4 separate regions of the Sus scrofa genome follow, and all the other regions are linked to region 1. The links are chromatin contacts, called in public HiChIP or PLAC-seq maps. All regions are on one chromosome and are shown on one strand. The core of a region is the stretch at or near the end of the contact, and the rest is flanking DNA. Distances in the headings are between cores, read along the strand shown. Region 1 has its middle 17 kb from the start of TPRG1. Region 2 overlaps LPP (lipoma-preferred partner). Region 3 overlaps LPP (lipoma-preferred partner). Region 4 overlaps LPP (lipoma-preferred partner).

Region 1 (3,663 bases), core at 641-3,140:
CAGCCATGGCCTCGCCCGAGAGCCTTCCACCTTCCTGTCTGCACCTGGGGACAATTACAGTAGGTTCTAGAAGGAGTCTCTTGGTCTGCAGTCAAAACAGGACTCAGGAGAGAAGACTGTCATCCTGAAGGTGAAACAACTCTTAGATTCTCTAAGGAGATCGGGAAGCTGCGTGAGCTTTGCCTCCAAGTTTGTTTTATCCACTTCAGCCCTTGATACAGGTTCCATTCTGGATTAGGCAGTACTGGCTCTAGGACACCCTGAAGTTAAGAATTTCATTGAATCTCTGAATAAGCAAGATCTGGAGTCAAGGCTGGGGTCCCAGATAGAGTGCACTCCTCTGCTGGTAGTGGGTGTGGTGCTCCCACAGGCCTAACCCACAGTTCTGCCCCTGCCCCTCCTGGTAGCTCCACCTTTTACAGCTAAGCTTCAGGGCAGCCCCTGAGCTCTCCAGCTCTCACGTGGGCCTCCGGAAGTCTTACAGCTCACAACCCCTCAACCATGGCCTGGGGCTTCCCGGTCAGGGTTTGGTGGAGTTGGTCTGTGGCTGTAGAAGCCTTAGGCCTAGAGGCCAGCCTGACTCTGTTCCTGGGCTGCAGAAAAGCCCTCAGGCCTGGGCCTAGGCACTACTGGGAGGGGTCCAGGAGGCTGAGGATATGAAGGGCCAGTTTAGGGTTGCTGTGGAGGAGGAAGGGTGTGGAAGAGAACAGGCAAAATGCTAATGCTTCAGCTTCTTGTGCCTTCAGACTCCAGGCCTTCAGGAAGGAAGCGGCTTGGTTTCCCTGCCCCGGAACAGCAGGCTGTCAGGGATCTTATTCTGATGCTGGCCTTCTGAAAGGGCAGCTGGACACAGCCAGGGCAGGCCGGGGTCCTGGCTTGGCCTCCATAAGTGGGGCCATAAAAGGGATCTCTGGGGCTAGAAATGGGCAGGACCTAACCCCTTGGCAGGGGAAAAGACACAAGCTTGGGGCAGAGATAGGGATAGTCACAGAATTTCAGGCCCCAGAGCTTGAGGTGTCAAGGGCCTCAGGCCAAGGAAGGCCAGATTGAACCCAGGTTCTAAATAAAGGCAGAGGAATCCCAGTACCAGAGCCAAAGGGGTCAAGAAGCCATGCTGACTTGGTGCTTATTTCCCAGAGTTACTGACCCAGGGCTTCTTCAGTTCTAATTGGTTTTTTTCCTTAATGAAAATAAGATTTATGCACCACAGAAACCAGGGCCAGGCTAAGCCTTTACAAGGTCTCCATGGAATCTTGTACAAGTTACTGGAAAGAGGCTGGAAAGCCAGGAGGGGGCCTGGGAGAGCCCAACTCCATCACTAAATCCCTGTTTGGCCTTTAATAGCTCCATAGCCTCCTTGGGCCTTCGTAACCTCCTGTGTGAAATAAGGGAGTTGGATCACAGCAGAGGTTTCCAAGCTGCTGTCTGTGAAGTCCAGTGATCTGAGGAGGGGCCTCATGAGTCTCTATAAGGGTCAGAGAAGAGGGAAGCTCAGAAGGGGAGGCCAGAAGCTCCTAACACACAATTGCCTGGAATGCTGCCTTTTTTTTTTTTTTTTTTGGTCATACCCACAGTATGCAGAATTTCCCCGGCCAGGGATCGAACCTGCACCACAGCTGCAGCCCTCACCACAGCCGTGACAATGCCAGATCTGTAACCCACTGCCCCGCCAGGGAATGCCTGGAGCACTTCCATTTTGAAGTTTAATCCATTGGCAATCCATATAAGATTTTGTGTGGAAGCCACAAGAAAAAAAAAAAAAAAAAGGAAAAGGAAAGGGGGAAATAAAGAGTAGAAAAGGAAAGAAAGAAGGCAAATAGGAGCTCTGAGCTGGCTGATCTCCAAGCTGTCTCAGGCTTGTCCTTCTCTGACTCACCATGACGCTCTCCTGCTCACATTTTGAAGAACCACTTCTGCTCCCCTCTGCCATCCTCTCAGGAAAGAATCCATACATAAGCCCAGAAAAAGCCACTGGTGAGATCCCATTTCCCAGCTCTGAGGCGTGCTGGCGCGCAGAGGAGGAAATTGGGGGGGTTTATGTGGGCTGGTGGGGAGGAGAGTGGAGGCCCTGAGCTGTAAATCAGGCTCAGAGGTTTGGATTCCCCGCTGCGTGACCCTCAGATGCCCCCTCCACTCCAGAAACCGGTACACTCACACCCCAGCCAAGGGAAGTGTGCCCGGCTCTCAGGCGGCCCCTGGAAGCTGGGCCCACTCTGAGGAGTTGTTTTGATTTTTCAGGAAAAACTACTCCAAGCCAAACCTTCCCTCCCAAGAACAACACAGACAGGGATTTTCAATGTGCTCGGGGGACGAAGGCTCTGGGTGGCCCTATGCGCCGGCCTGGCCAGTAAGACCCACAGGTAACAGGCACACCTGAGTCAGTATGGATGGCGGCTAAGGGCCACTTCTTTTTACTCTAAACACCTCCCACTGCTGCCAAGTCTCCAGGCTTCCTCTTTTAGATGATTTTGCTCTCCCATGTGCCAGCCTGACTGCACGGTTGCTCATCGCTCAATACCCAGCCCTCACATCCAGGAATTCCATGATTGCCTGGAGATGTGGCAAGCCCAGCTGAAGTTGGGGACCTCCCTTATGTGCACACACACCACCCAGGGAGGACCCTCTGCTGCCCTCTCCCACAAGAGGTGGGTTGCCTTGGGACTCTCTGAGCATGTGGGTTAGTGGGATCAGCTTTGGACCAGGAATGGAGAAGTCCCTGGACCCTCCCTCTGTGAGAGTTCCAGTGGGTCACCTCTTTTTTCTGGGCCTGTTTCCTCCTCTGTGAAATATAGGGGACTTACACTCACTCACCCCACATTTACCACATACCTGCTTTCAGGTGAAGTGGTTCTCCTTGACCAAGGTCACAGCCCAAGGAATGGCCACATGGGTGAAATTAACTCAGAGGTCAGTAGGGTCGCTGATGTCAAAGGCAGTTCTGCCTCCATAAAGGCAATGGCTGCGATGCGTTCCCATCTCTCGGAAAGTTCACAGGGTAGTGAGGCAGTGTGATGTTGAAAAATAATCACCTCAATGGTCAAGTAGCAGTCACCTTGCGGTGATGTGGCTGCAGAGAGGCTGGTCCTACAGTGTGTCCCAGAAGAAGTGACCGCCACGTTGAATTTTCAAGGCTGAGCACCAAGCTGTGGGCGGGATGCGGAGAGAAGAACACGGAAATAGGAGAGTTTGGAGAATTTCAAGTAATTAACCAAGGACAAGAAACTGGGGGTGAGAAGGGCAGAGAAGACAAGAGAAGAAGCAAATCAGATCTCCAGGGCCCTCAGGCTTTGTATATTTCAGATTCTGGAGTTACTATGTTTTATTGTTCTTTGTTTTTTGTTTTTGTTTTTTCCTGAAGGCAATGGGAAATGCTGGAAATGTAGAAGAATAAGATGGTCACATTTGCGTTTTAGAAATCTCCCTCTGGAGTTCCCTTCATGGCTCAGCGCTTAGCAAACCCAACTAGGATCCAAGAGGATGTGGGTTCAGTCCCTGGCCTCCTTATCATCCACAAGGATGTGGATTTGATCCCTGGTCTCGCTCAGTGGGTTAAGAATCCAGTGTTGCCATGAGCTGTGGTGTAGGTCGCAGACACGGCTCGGATCCCGAGTTGCTGTGGCTGTGGTATATATAGGCCAGTGGCTAGAGATCCAATTGCACCCC
Region 2 (3,690 bases), core at 387-2,886, 390 kb after region 1:
AACTTGCTTTTTATTTTTATACCATCCCCATAATAAGAGAATAGTTATAGCAATGAATTATAACTCCAGATAGCATCATCTTTTCAACCATGTGCATTGCCTTCAAGTGATATAAGGCAGTGCTGGGACAGAACTAGAAATTATAGCTGATTCAGCAGCCACCATTAAGATGTCCTTACAAACCTCATTTGCCTAAGCCGTGCTATTTTTTATTTGTGCAAATACTATGAATTATGGAAAAATCAGAAAGTAGTTATCACTGTATTACGCACTAACTCAACATCAACTCCAGACTGGGTCCTCTAACAGATTTCTAAGGTGTAAATAGTTCCATCATTACTGGATTTGATGACAGCATTTACTTATTTATTCAGCAGTTACAAATTTGTATACCTCTTGTGTGCCAGGAAACAAAAGTTCATCTTGCTTCAAGGACTTCATAGTCTGGTATTTATCACAATTATTTCTTTCTTTTAGTCATTATACACTTTTACGCTGGCTCTATAACATATACTCTATGAGGTAAAATTATTAGAATTTTTACTTTACTTTTGCGTAATTTGTGATTTAGAACAACAAAACAAGATCCAACGTTCTTCTGTCATCTAGAACCCCAACAGAAAGATGTATATTAGAGTGAGGATCTGGGACTTCAACGAAGTCAAGTTCACAGAGACATAAATTCCAAAATTCACAAGTGGCCTGTCTGCACTTATGAATGAAAACTACACCTGCTGGCACAACAGCAGTTAATTTGTATCTTTTTCAGTAAAATTTGAGTTTGCAGTTTTATGTAAACTGGAAAATATATGTTCAAATTATGAAGCATAACAAATTTAAGTTTCATATTTGTAGTTAATATATTCACTGAAAGGCAATGTATAACTTCCCTGGTAATTTTTCCACAGTGTGAAAAGAAACTTAGCAGTTATACTCCAATGTGGTATTTTGTGGAGAGGACAGACCAGTTATTCACCATGACAAATGTGACATGTAGGCTTGGTTATTAACCACCTCCAACCTTCTGTCTACAGAGACCATCTTTATCATCATTATACATTAGTTCGGCTATAAAGCACATAAAAGGAAATGGTTGTCAAGAAGGACAAAACAGTGACAATATCTTATCTGAGATATGGCCTTTTCTCTTAAACACAGCATTCCTATATACTTACCATGGTAAAAATCTAATCTTCCTAAGTAAAAAGTATAGCTGGATTTGTATTTTGTTTATTTTAAAAAAAAAAGTTGTAAAGGGAATAAAGGGGACCATACAGCTTCAGACCAAGGCTACCCCCAAAATAGATATTTAAACAGTGGGAGAGGAGAAAAGAAATACAGAAACCAGTCCTGACAAGAAAGCTCTTTAATTTTGCAAATGTGGTATGTGCTTCTGCATGGACAAAGGGCTAATTATTTCTACTGAGATGCTGTTGTAATATAGAGAAGCTCAACAGGCATTTTGTGAATTTCATTTTAAACCAATTCCTGGATGGATTGACTCAGTATACTGTAACACAATGATCTCTGAGCCTAGGTCTTGCAAACAAATCACAGCTAAAGGTTACCCAGAGGAATGTGGCCAGGGTACCAGAGAAGACTTCTCTCCTTCCCTGGCCTAGGCTCCAGCAGAGCTGGCTTCCTCTGTCTGCTCAACTTCCTCCCTTTTCACTGCTTGAGCTAACTTACACTACACACTCTTACACTGGGGCAAGTAAAATGGGTATTTGGGGACAAAAGCTTTGTAAAGGTGCAATTTTTCAACCTAAAGTTCCACTCTACATGTTCATAGAACTCAAAACAAAGTCTTGAAGCTAATTCTGTTATGGTAGTCACAGAAGACACAAACACAAACATCATCTTATAAAAAAGCAGGAGGAGGTATAACTGTTGAGATGCAATTACATACAATCTAAAAATTAATTACCCGTCATCAGACTCATGGCATGCAGCTCTGAGTCAGCTAACCACTCCTGCACCCCCACCTCACTGTTACTTAACTGTTGAGGTTTCCTGGCAGGTATGAAAGAATTCAAAATAAAACCTAGATCTTCTAAATATGGGCACTGCAAAGAATTAGATCCCTTTTTCTATTAAGATGGTATTTTTACCCCTATTATTTGACTAGACTCCATTTGGTATCTTATACATGAGGTTTCTGCAATATTTCAACTTTTACCAAAGTTCTCAAAAATAGCTATTAGTAAGCAGACAATACAATACATAGATAAATTTGGTCTTTTGGTCTTTTTTTTTTTTTTTTTTTAAGCAAATCACACTATGTGCCTAATCTTCCCCCAACCCCCAAGGGGAGCACAGGGAGAGGAAGACACCATGCATAAGTCTTCTCTTTTTCAACAGTATAGGACTTCGTTCCTATCTCCATTCCCAAGAAGCCAAACAAAGCAGCGGTAGAGTCCCAGTCTGCAAGGATCATCTATGTCTTATCACACAGCATTAGTACGTTGCAGCTTTCATCTCCAAGTAGCCTACATGATGGGGTTCATGGAAAAATATGGACTATTAAAAGTTTAATTACTAATTAATCTCCCCTGCAGCTGCTCATGGCTTCTGCAAGTTAGAACAGGGAACACAAGAGAATAGAAGATCCACGGTACCGCAAGACTCCACCCTAGTTACTCTGCCCACAAGGCCTCAGACCACATGAATCCAAAATAAAAAACCTTCCATACAACCTAGACACACCTGAAATGATTTCTTAGGTTGTCTCATAGATTATTGCTGTATGAAAGGAATTCAGTGTGGGAGCACTGAAATTACAACTAAAGACTTGTTAATATAACTAAAGAGTATGCATGAACTCAGTTTCCAAATAGACTAAGAAATTACAATACCTTTTAAGTGCTTTAAATGACAAAGATAAATATATCATTGATGCAATAACCACCATTCACAAAGTACAAGCTCCAAACCTTTAAAGTAGCAAGCTCCAGACACAAGCTAACAATCCCAAAATAAAATGGGAAGGATTGAGTAAACTGTTCCTCAAACACGACATCTAATTTCTTGCAACTCTAGAATACTGCATCTTTACAAAGGGGAAAAAGTGCAGCTACTACACCCATTTTAGAAATAAAGGAGGAAGCTCAGACTGGTGATGTGGAAAATTCACACAAAAAATTGGTGCTCTTTTTAGAGAAGTGATCACATGAAATTGAAAAGAGAGTAGATTTATTGGTAAACTTGGAATCTAGGATATCAAATTATGTCCAACCCTATCTTATCCCAGAATCTCTCAAAATTTTTTCATCCTAGTCTAAGTGAGAACAGTGAAATCACATTTGACCAATTCCAATAAAACTTGATTCAAAAATACTAAATCCCTATGAATATAAAATCTCGGGAAGTTTTTCCAAGTCATCTATGTACCAGCTCCAATGCTACTCAACTCACCGCAGGGAAGAAAAGGCAGATTTGTACTAGGAATGAGAAGACCAGACTCTAGCCTTCATTTAGGCAAGAGAAGGAAAAGAAAATCAAAAATCCATGTATTTATCCTTTGTCTGCTAAGAAATTAAGAGAATTTTTTCGGAGTTCCCGTCGTGGCGCAGTGGTTAACGAATCCGACTAGGAACCATGAGGTTGCAGGTTCGGTCCCTGCCCTTGCTCAGTGGGTTAACGATCTGGCGTTGCCGTGAGCTGTGGTGTAGGTTGCAGACGCGGCTCGGA
Region 3 (3,841 bases), core at 1,070-3,569, 290 kb after region 1:
GAAGAGATAATTTTAAGCAAACATAAGGTTTGGCAGAAAGGAAATGAAGCTTCAGGGCCCCTCACTTCCTTTGGTCCCTTCTTAGGTGTCCCTGCTGTGTTCCCTGCTGCCCCTTTCTACTCTGACTGTCCTCTGTCACATACTCATGTGGGATAGTGTTAGAATGGCCTCAGGAATTTGGGGATTGGGATAGTGGAAGATGAGTTAAGGATACATTTAGTTAAGTATAGTGGGATGCATTACGTGGCTTGCTGTCATATGGTATATGCCTAAGATATCACCAATTACCATTGTGTAAGAATGAATTCCTGGCATACTTTCAATGTCCTTGGGCCCATTATTCTCCTAGCTCTGGGACTCAGGGGTATGGAGCCAGAAATCCGGTGACAAAAATGTGTCCTGCAGTACCTAGTATGTGGATTAAACTGATAGAGGAGAGAAATAGGGTATGAAATGTATGAAGCCAGAAGCTAAGTCAGCCAAACATTCTACCAATTGTCAGATGTGTAAAAGCATCCACACAGGGAGGACCATTCGGTACTCTGAAGCAAAAAGAGATGTTTTCTCTTATCAGGACTGTGCTCAAAAATGTACCCGAAGCAATTATAAATGCACCACTGACTTGATTTTCATTTTTGATGTGGATTTCACAAAATAGAATTTATCAGTGTATGAACTTACAACAGTAGTACAAGTATTTTTGTAACCGCTTTCAAATAAAAGAAACTTGAGGAGTTGCCGTTGTGGCTCAGGGGGTTAAGAACCCAACTAGTATCCACAAAGATATGGGTTCGATACCTGGTCGTGCTCAGTGGGTTAGGATCTGGTGTTGCTGTGAGATACAGCATAGGTCACAGGCATGGCTTGGATCCTGCGTTGCTGTGGCTGTGGCCTGGGCTGGCAGCAGCAGCTCCAATTTGACCCCTAGCCTGGGAACTTCCATATGCTGCAGGTAAGGCCCTAAAAAGACTAAAAAAAAAAAAAAAAAAAAAAAAAAGAAAGAAAGAAAGAAGAAAGGAAATTGATAGCAGTTTTCCCTAAGTGGACAATCATGTTTTACAATATTACCAATAAAAGTTGTACAGATTAAAGGAAATTTTGCAAGCCTTGAATAATAATCATTAAATGTCTATCAATGACATTAGATGAAAGACTGAAATTATCTTTCTATTCTCCCCATAGAAAATATTATAAAGTTAGGTTGCATGAAGAGTTAACCAGAGAGCAGGCAGCCACAAAACAAAGGAAAAAGTCACTGTTTAATTAATTAACTAAAATGATATTTTCTGGATTTTTTTATTTTTGTCACATTTCCTGGCTTTTTAAAATCAGCTTAAAATGTTTCATTCACTTTTTTCATTTGAAATAAATATTATTTTGTTTACATAATTGTTATGGAATGAATTAAGTCCCCCTGCCCCCACCACATTCCTATGTTGAAGTACCCTAGTACCAAAGCATGTGACTGTATTTGGAGAGAGCGTCTTCAAAGAGACACTTAAGTTAAAATGGGATTAGGTCGGGGCTAATCCAATACCACTGATGTCCCTACAAGAAGAGAAGATCAGGACACAAGTACACACAGAGGAAAGACCAAGTGAACACAGAAGGAGAAGGTGCCCACGTACAAGCTGAGGGGAAAGGCCTCAGGATAAGCCAAACCTGCCCACACCCTGATCTCAGAATTCCAGCCTCCAAAGACATGAGAACATTCCTATTGATTAAGCTGTCCAGTCTGTGATACTTTGTTATGGCAGCCCTAGCAAACTAATTATTCATAATTTTGTACCTTTTAAAGGTCTCCCCAAAGTGATATGCTTCAAAGCTTTAGTTCCCATAGAACCTGAATATATTTTCACATGAGCACACACACACATACACACACACAATTTCACTGCTCACTGTTTGTATATTAACTATAGTAATTAACTATGCTGTTTTGTCAAAAATCCTTACTTTTTGTACAGACTTTTTTTTTAAAAAACAAAAGCTTTCCACCTTGAACAGTTATTTATGCTACCAAATGGTCAACGGGATTCAATCATTTAATCAACAAGTTTCTTTGGTTTTGGAGATTTGTGTAACTTTATCACCTCTCACCTCTCAGAGTACTGAAGAACACCCAGATATTAGCTCGCACCTTTTATTCACTGTCTTGCTTAATTAATTTCCTATTTTTTAATCAAAATGTTAAGCAACTGCAGAGGGCATTCTGTAAAAAGAAAAGCTAGGGATTGCAATTTCTTCTAGTTCCACGTTTCAGGCTATGATTTTAGAGACAAGGGACGAAGACTCTATGATTTATATAGTGTGCAAAATTGGGAAGTGGCTTGTCTAAAATTGCATCATTATCTGTATAAAAGGATACTTTCCCATTCTCTGTCCATCTCAACAAGCTGAGTTTGTTTTGTTTTAAGGAATAAATGAGAGAATGGATATGAAAATGTGTGACATTAAAATATCCACTGCTATTTTATGAAAGCTAATGGTTAATGTTCACATGGAATCCTCCTGGATCTCCCAAGCTTAGAGGTCTAAGAATTGCTTTAAAGTTGTACCTCTGTTGTGAGACCTTGCACAGTCAGTCTCTGGATCTTAATTTACTGTAAATGAGCAAGACAGCTTCTTAGAAAAGCAAAGGCAACACATTTATTTAATTTCTGACAGCTTAAAAATCTATGAATTCCCCATCACTAAAACTGTGGTAATTATTATGTTCCAGAAGACTATTGGGAAATCTTGCTTTCATTTCTAGGACTTTCGGATTTTGCACAGTTGGTTAATACTTGAAGTAGAATATAGACTTCTGTTTTAAATAGGGCATGCTAACATTAAGTGTGGCTATAAGCATGGAACCAGAGGAAATAAAATAGAAACCAGTGACTTCCTCACCTGATAATGTCTTACAAAAAGCAATGGTCCTTTGTAAATATGATTCATGCAATTTTAAATTTAAAAAAGGGGGTGGAGGCAAAAGCAAGCAGCACACTTGTCTTGCCTCCCTATTAACAGTCTGGTACTAGAACTCGTAGAACTGCCACAGAAGGCTAAACAGTCCTAGGCTTTTCATGTGATCAAGTTCACACTTCATGGTTCTCTAAATAAGGCTTTCCAAACAAACCTGGCTTAGGCTCATTCACTTGGCATTTCTCCTGTAGGAATGCAACTGAATGTTCTACCCAAAAGTTTCAAGATTGACAGTTTGGGATATTTATTGATCGATTTAATCCTGTCTCAGCACAGGCTCGTTTTGATCAATGTCATAGTCAGTGGAACATTCCCTTTGTCTGACTTTAAACTTCAAGTATAAATGGGCTGGGTTTTACAGCCGATTTTAACATTTTCTTTCCTCTTACCCTTTTCTGATCAGCTCTTCAATGACAATGCCAATTATTCGGGAAAATGTACAAAACAATGTTAACTCCTAGCATTTGGCAAGCAGTTCACACGTTTGGGAGAAATTATATCACACTTGAAAAACTGGGCATTGTTGCTTCTGTCACAATCTTCCCTTCTCACCTGGAGACACTTCCACACATCGGTTCTGGGGAGGCCTTTGTCTTCAAGTCTCTTCTTGCAACTCTTCCTGCATCTCTGAACTCAGGGTAGTGGTTTCCTCTATGAGGCTCAGGGCAGTTGCCTAGATTCCTGCCTACTACATTCCATTTAGTCTGTCCCATAGCCCGCCAATCACCCCTCACACTGTTACTTCATAAGTGCCTGGCAGGGCAGACCAGTAGATAAGGAATGGAGATTTGGGCTTAAATAGTCCATTCGAAACATAATTAGGAAGATTTTTTGGCAGATAACTTCCCAATATAGCCTCATGCTGAGAAAAGGG
Region 4 (4,047 bases), core at 152-2,651, 350 kb after region 1:
ATTAAGGACAGTTAGCACAACTCAACAATTACCTAGGAGGTATAGTACAAAGCTTTGAGAGTAGCTCTTTATATACTTATCAAATGAGTATTATAATTTGCTATAATTCTCCCTCCTGATTACATACAGTAGCTATTTCATTCTCTAAATAATATCTTATACTTTTTTTTTTTTTAGAAGTTGGTTAAATTGCTTAGGATGAGAATATTAGGCTCAGTTTCTTTGAGGGGTAATATAGTGGGAGTGACTATGTAATTATCTCTAGCAGGCTCTCACTCACTATACAATGTCGTCTACTATATCTTGCTTTCCTGTTGAGAACTCTAGTTAATCCTTACTAACTAGCACACAGGAAAATGAGGCAGGCGGATATTATTTTTAACTTGGGACTAGGAGAATAAGAAAAAGCAATGCTAAGATTGATCAAATCTGGTACATTTGCAATTTTTATTTTAAGCCATTTTAGATATATGTGCTACCAAATAGGTAGAGTAATTCAGGCCTTACAATTATTTGCATAGCAGCATCCTAGCTGGTACTTTCTGCCTTAGACCAATTGTCCTTTAAGTCACTCCACAGCTGGGCTATTTTATGTCTGGCAATTACTATTCTATTCTGGATGGGGAGTTTTATTTCATTTAAAATTGATGTGGATTTTATCCTCAAAATGCCAAGCAGTTCAAATGCTTTATACATACTAGATGTTTTATAAACAATTCAATAGTTTATAACAGGAAGAAGTTTAATACAAATACATCAAAATTTCTAGAAGAATTCCATTCTCCAATGTTGTTCAATAATGTGTCTATTTATGTTCCAGCATCTCCGAAAGACAAATGGGGAACTCAAGTGTGGGGCCTGGAGCAGTCTTAGTCATGTGCTTATGACCAATGACTGACTCAGGGCTGGCACTTCTACCCTTCGCTGCCCTAAATTATGAACAGAGAACACTACTTTGAACAGATGTTAGAAATTAGAGGTTCAAACTATGTTACACTCCTAAATTGCTAAGCCTATCAAATTGCTTCCATTCAAAACAAATTGTCACTAAACTGAAGTCATATTCATTTAAAGACTGATTTAACACTGAAACAGATTCAAGGTTGCATCGGGTTGAGGTGAGAATAGAGAGTGACTACAAATGGGCATGAGATTTCTTTTTGGGATGGAAGAAATGTTCTAAAATTAGACTTGGGTAATTGTTGCAAAATCACTGAATCACTGAACTGTAAAAAACTAACAAAAAACTGCCCCAAAATCCCTTCTCACTAACACAATCACTGTTAGTAATTTCGATTATGTATTCAGTTGTCAATTCATATAATCAGGCTTAGGAGCTAGACTGCCATGGCTCAAATACCAGCTCTGCCACTCGCTAGTTTCAGTTTCGACTCTCTGGACCGTGGCCTCATGATCTGTAAAATGTGGGGAAATGATAGGCTGAGGCATTGGGCTATTACAAGGATCAAGTGAATTAATACATGAAAGTGACATAGTAAATTTTCAGTGAACATCGGTTACCATTGCCATATATTTAATTACAATTTCCTAATATTAGAAATGATTGATCATTGTTGGAAAGGGTAATTGACAGGTAGAATTTTATATAAAATGTTAATTAGATAAGCTACACTAAACAACAGAGATGTCACACTCCTAACTTTCATTTAAAAACCACGGATCCTCCAATTCAGGTATATCCAGAGTGATCTTCGAAAACATACTTCTAATTTCTTTTCTAAAATCTTCAATGTTCCAGTCTTCATTCAAACTCCTCACCTCCCCACCCCCAAATGTCTACAGGCTGAAGAGTGCAATGTACAAATTCATTTATACATTCATTTATACAGCTTGAATCCATTTATAAGCTGCTCTTCAACTCTCACAATGTAATAGTTTGGCTATATTCTTTCTCTGTTTCACTTACCTTATCTTCTAAGTCCTTCGAATTCCTTACCTAGCTGAAAACACCATTCTTTTAAACACATGTATTTCTACAACTGTAGTTCCTTCTGCCTGGACTAACTATAGACTGCCTCAATAAAAACAAACAAAAAAAACCCCTCCTAGACAGCCTTTGTGACTAAACTCAAACATCACATCCTCTAGCTGACCTCATCCTCCTTTGTGACCTCATAGTAAGACACACAATTAATTCTATGAAGGCACACATTGACAGCTCTGACCTTCAGGCCCAGTGTACTTCCCATGCTGTCCCCCCTGCTCTCACCTTACTGAACTCTATGGATTACCTATGTCTCACCTTTGTGCAGTGGCTCATTTTCTTTCCTCCTCCCAAAAAACTCACCCCTCTCTACTGTCCCCAGGTTATCAACTAGAAAACTCTCACAGGCTTCTCAGATTCTGTTTAGAGATGACAACCTCTCAAAAGGCTCCCCAGGTCTCCCCAGATCAGGTTTTCTTTGTCCCCCTGATGTGTTGCCAGAATATCCTTTACTGACCCAATGTCAGTATTTAACACCATTTAGAAAAGAGTCTGTTAAATAGACCCATAGACACAGAAAACAAGCTTATGTTTACGAGAGGGGAAGCGGAGGATAAACTGGGAGTTGGGGATTAACATATACACACTACTATTTAGAAAACAGATAACCAACTAGGACCTACTGTACAGCAGAGGTACTCTACTCAAAATTTTGTAATAACCTATAAGGGAAAAGAATCTGAAAAAAAGACAAATATATATGTAGGTATAACTGAGTCACTTTTCTGTACACCTGAAACTAACAAACATTGTAAATGAACTATACTTCAATTTAATTAAAAAAAATCTGTTGATGGACATTTTGTGAGAAGCTAGGTTTTATAGAACTATTGTCAGTCTAGCTCCAACGCTTAGAAAGTCCCTGGCACATGGTAGATGCTCGTAAAATATCTGTTCAGTAAATGTAGTAATTATCTCCGTTAAAAATAAGTTGAGTCAGTGAATTGTATGGTAAATGAATTACATATCAAAACAATTTGTTACTTAAAAAATATGAGGAGTTCCCATTGTGGCTCAGTGGTAAAAAACCTGACTAGTGACCATGAGGACAAGGGTTTGATCCCTAGCCTCTCTCAGTTGATTAAGGATCAAGTGTTGCCATGAGCTGTGGTGTAGGTTTCAGAAGCAGCTCAGATCTGGCATGGCTATGGCCGTGGCATAGGTCTGCAGCTACAGCTCGGATTGGACCCCTAGCCTGGGAACTCCCATATGCTGTGGGCGTGGCCATTAAAATATTTTTTAAAAAGTCTGAGTTACCAATCCGTAATTGTCACCATAGTTTAACCACTCAGTTATTTGACAGAGATCTTATATGTTACATCCCTATTGTGTAACCTGGTACCTAAAAGATGGTCAATTAAATTTAACGATTTATTAAAAATGAAAATGTTATACTAGATTCTAAACCAATGAACCATTTTCTACAAATCACAAAGGTATGTGATATTTCTCATTAAGTAAATTAATAATGATATCTCAAATGATATAGCTAGAAAATTCATATATTTCAAGATCCATATTTTATAAATAAGGATTCAGTATCAGTAAAAGAAGTAAATTACCCAAGAGCATGTGGACAGGACCCCAAAAGAATGCTTCATCCCAAATCAATATCATTAATGGTATCTGACTTAGAAAGATGCACGTCATTGATGAAGTCAGATTTAGAGTTATGAGTATGGACTATGGAAGAAGCAAATACTGGTGCTAAAAGCTATGTTTGGAAATAAATAGATCATCAGTTATTTTTTGTATATGATCAGATATACAAAACAGATGCTGATAATCATGAAAAAAGGAAAAAAAAAAACCTCTTGGCTTGACATGAGTCATTATTTGATGGGCTATTTCAAGACAGACTTGATATTTCTAAATAGCTGATACCAAGAGAAGAAATACCAAAGAACCACAGAAGTAGGGGAAAAAAATCACTAATGATTCCTTTTACGGAACAATTCCATACACTTATGAAAAGTTAAGATTCACTGTATTAGAAATTTTCACTTGGAAGAGTTTGGAATTTTAAAAACCCTCCAAAATTG

The links. HiChIP or PLAC-seq counts read pairs in DNA pulled down with a chosen protein or histone mark.
Region 2: a contact with region 1 is called in an H3K27ac HiChIP or PLAC-seq map of alveolar macrophages. The contact joins two enhancer-like sites. A contact is called at or near these places in 1 of 47 Hi-C or Micro-C datasets (embryonic fibroblasts) and 2 of 2 datasets of contacts at active chromatin or transcription factors (alveolar macrophages and skeletal muscle).
Region 3: a contact with region 1 is called in an H3K27ac HiChIP or PLAC-seq map of alveolar macrophages. The contact joins two enhancer-like sites. A contact is called at or near these places in 1 of 47 Hi-C or Micro-C datasets (embryonic fibroblasts) and 1 of 2 datasets of contacts at active chromatin or transcription factors (alveolar macrophages).
Region 4: a contact with region 1 is called in an H3K27ac HiChIP or PLAC-seq map of alveolar macrophages. The contact joins two enhancer-like sites. A contact is called at or near these places in 2 of 2 datasets of contacts at active chromatin or transcription factors (alveolar macrophages and skeletal muscle).

What each region holds. Positions count from the first base shown.
Region 1 is chr13:126,511,493-126,515,155 of Sscrofa11.1, reverse strand. No RefSeq gene overlaps it. Among named protein-coding and RNA genes, the nearest start is that of TPRG1, 17 kb to the left of the region's middle. Within about 2 kb of position 1,890, at least 14 of the 83 cell types and tissues checked have an H3K27ac peak or open chromatin away from gene starts, as enhancers often do. A contact at or near this core is called in alveolar macrophages, where this site is marked.
Region 2 is chr13:126,120,782-126,124,471 of Sscrofa11.1, reverse strand. All of the region lies in intron 5 of LPP (lipoma-preferred partner), which reads right to left. Among named protein-coding and RNA genes, the nearest start is that of MIR28, 160 kb to the left of the region's middle. Within about 2 kb of position 1,636, at least 8 of the 83 cell types and tissues checked have an H3K27ac peak or open chromatin away from gene starts, as enhancers often do. A contact at or near this core is called in alveolar macrophages, where this site is marked.
Region 3 is chr13:126,224,824-126,228,664 of Sscrofa11.1, reverse strand. The region is part of intron 6 of LPP (lipoma-preferred partner); the gene reads right to left. Among named protein-coding and RNA genes, the nearest start is that of MIR28, 55 kb to the left of the region's middle. Within about 2 kb of position 2,319, at least 1 of the 83 cell types and tissues checked has an H3K27ac peak or open chromatin away from gene starts, as enhancers often do. A contact at or near this core is called in alveolar macrophages, where this site is marked.
Region 4 is chr13:126,161,000-126,165,046 of Sscrofa11.1, reverse strand. All of the region lies in intron 5 of LPP (lipoma-preferred partner), which reads right to left. Among named protein-coding and RNA genes, the nearest start is that of MIR28, 120 kb to the left of the region's middle. Within about 2 kb of position 1,401, at least 3 of the 83 cell types and tissues checked have an H3K27ac peak or open chromatin away from gene starts, as enhancers often do. A contact at or near this core is called in alveolar macrophages, where this site is marked.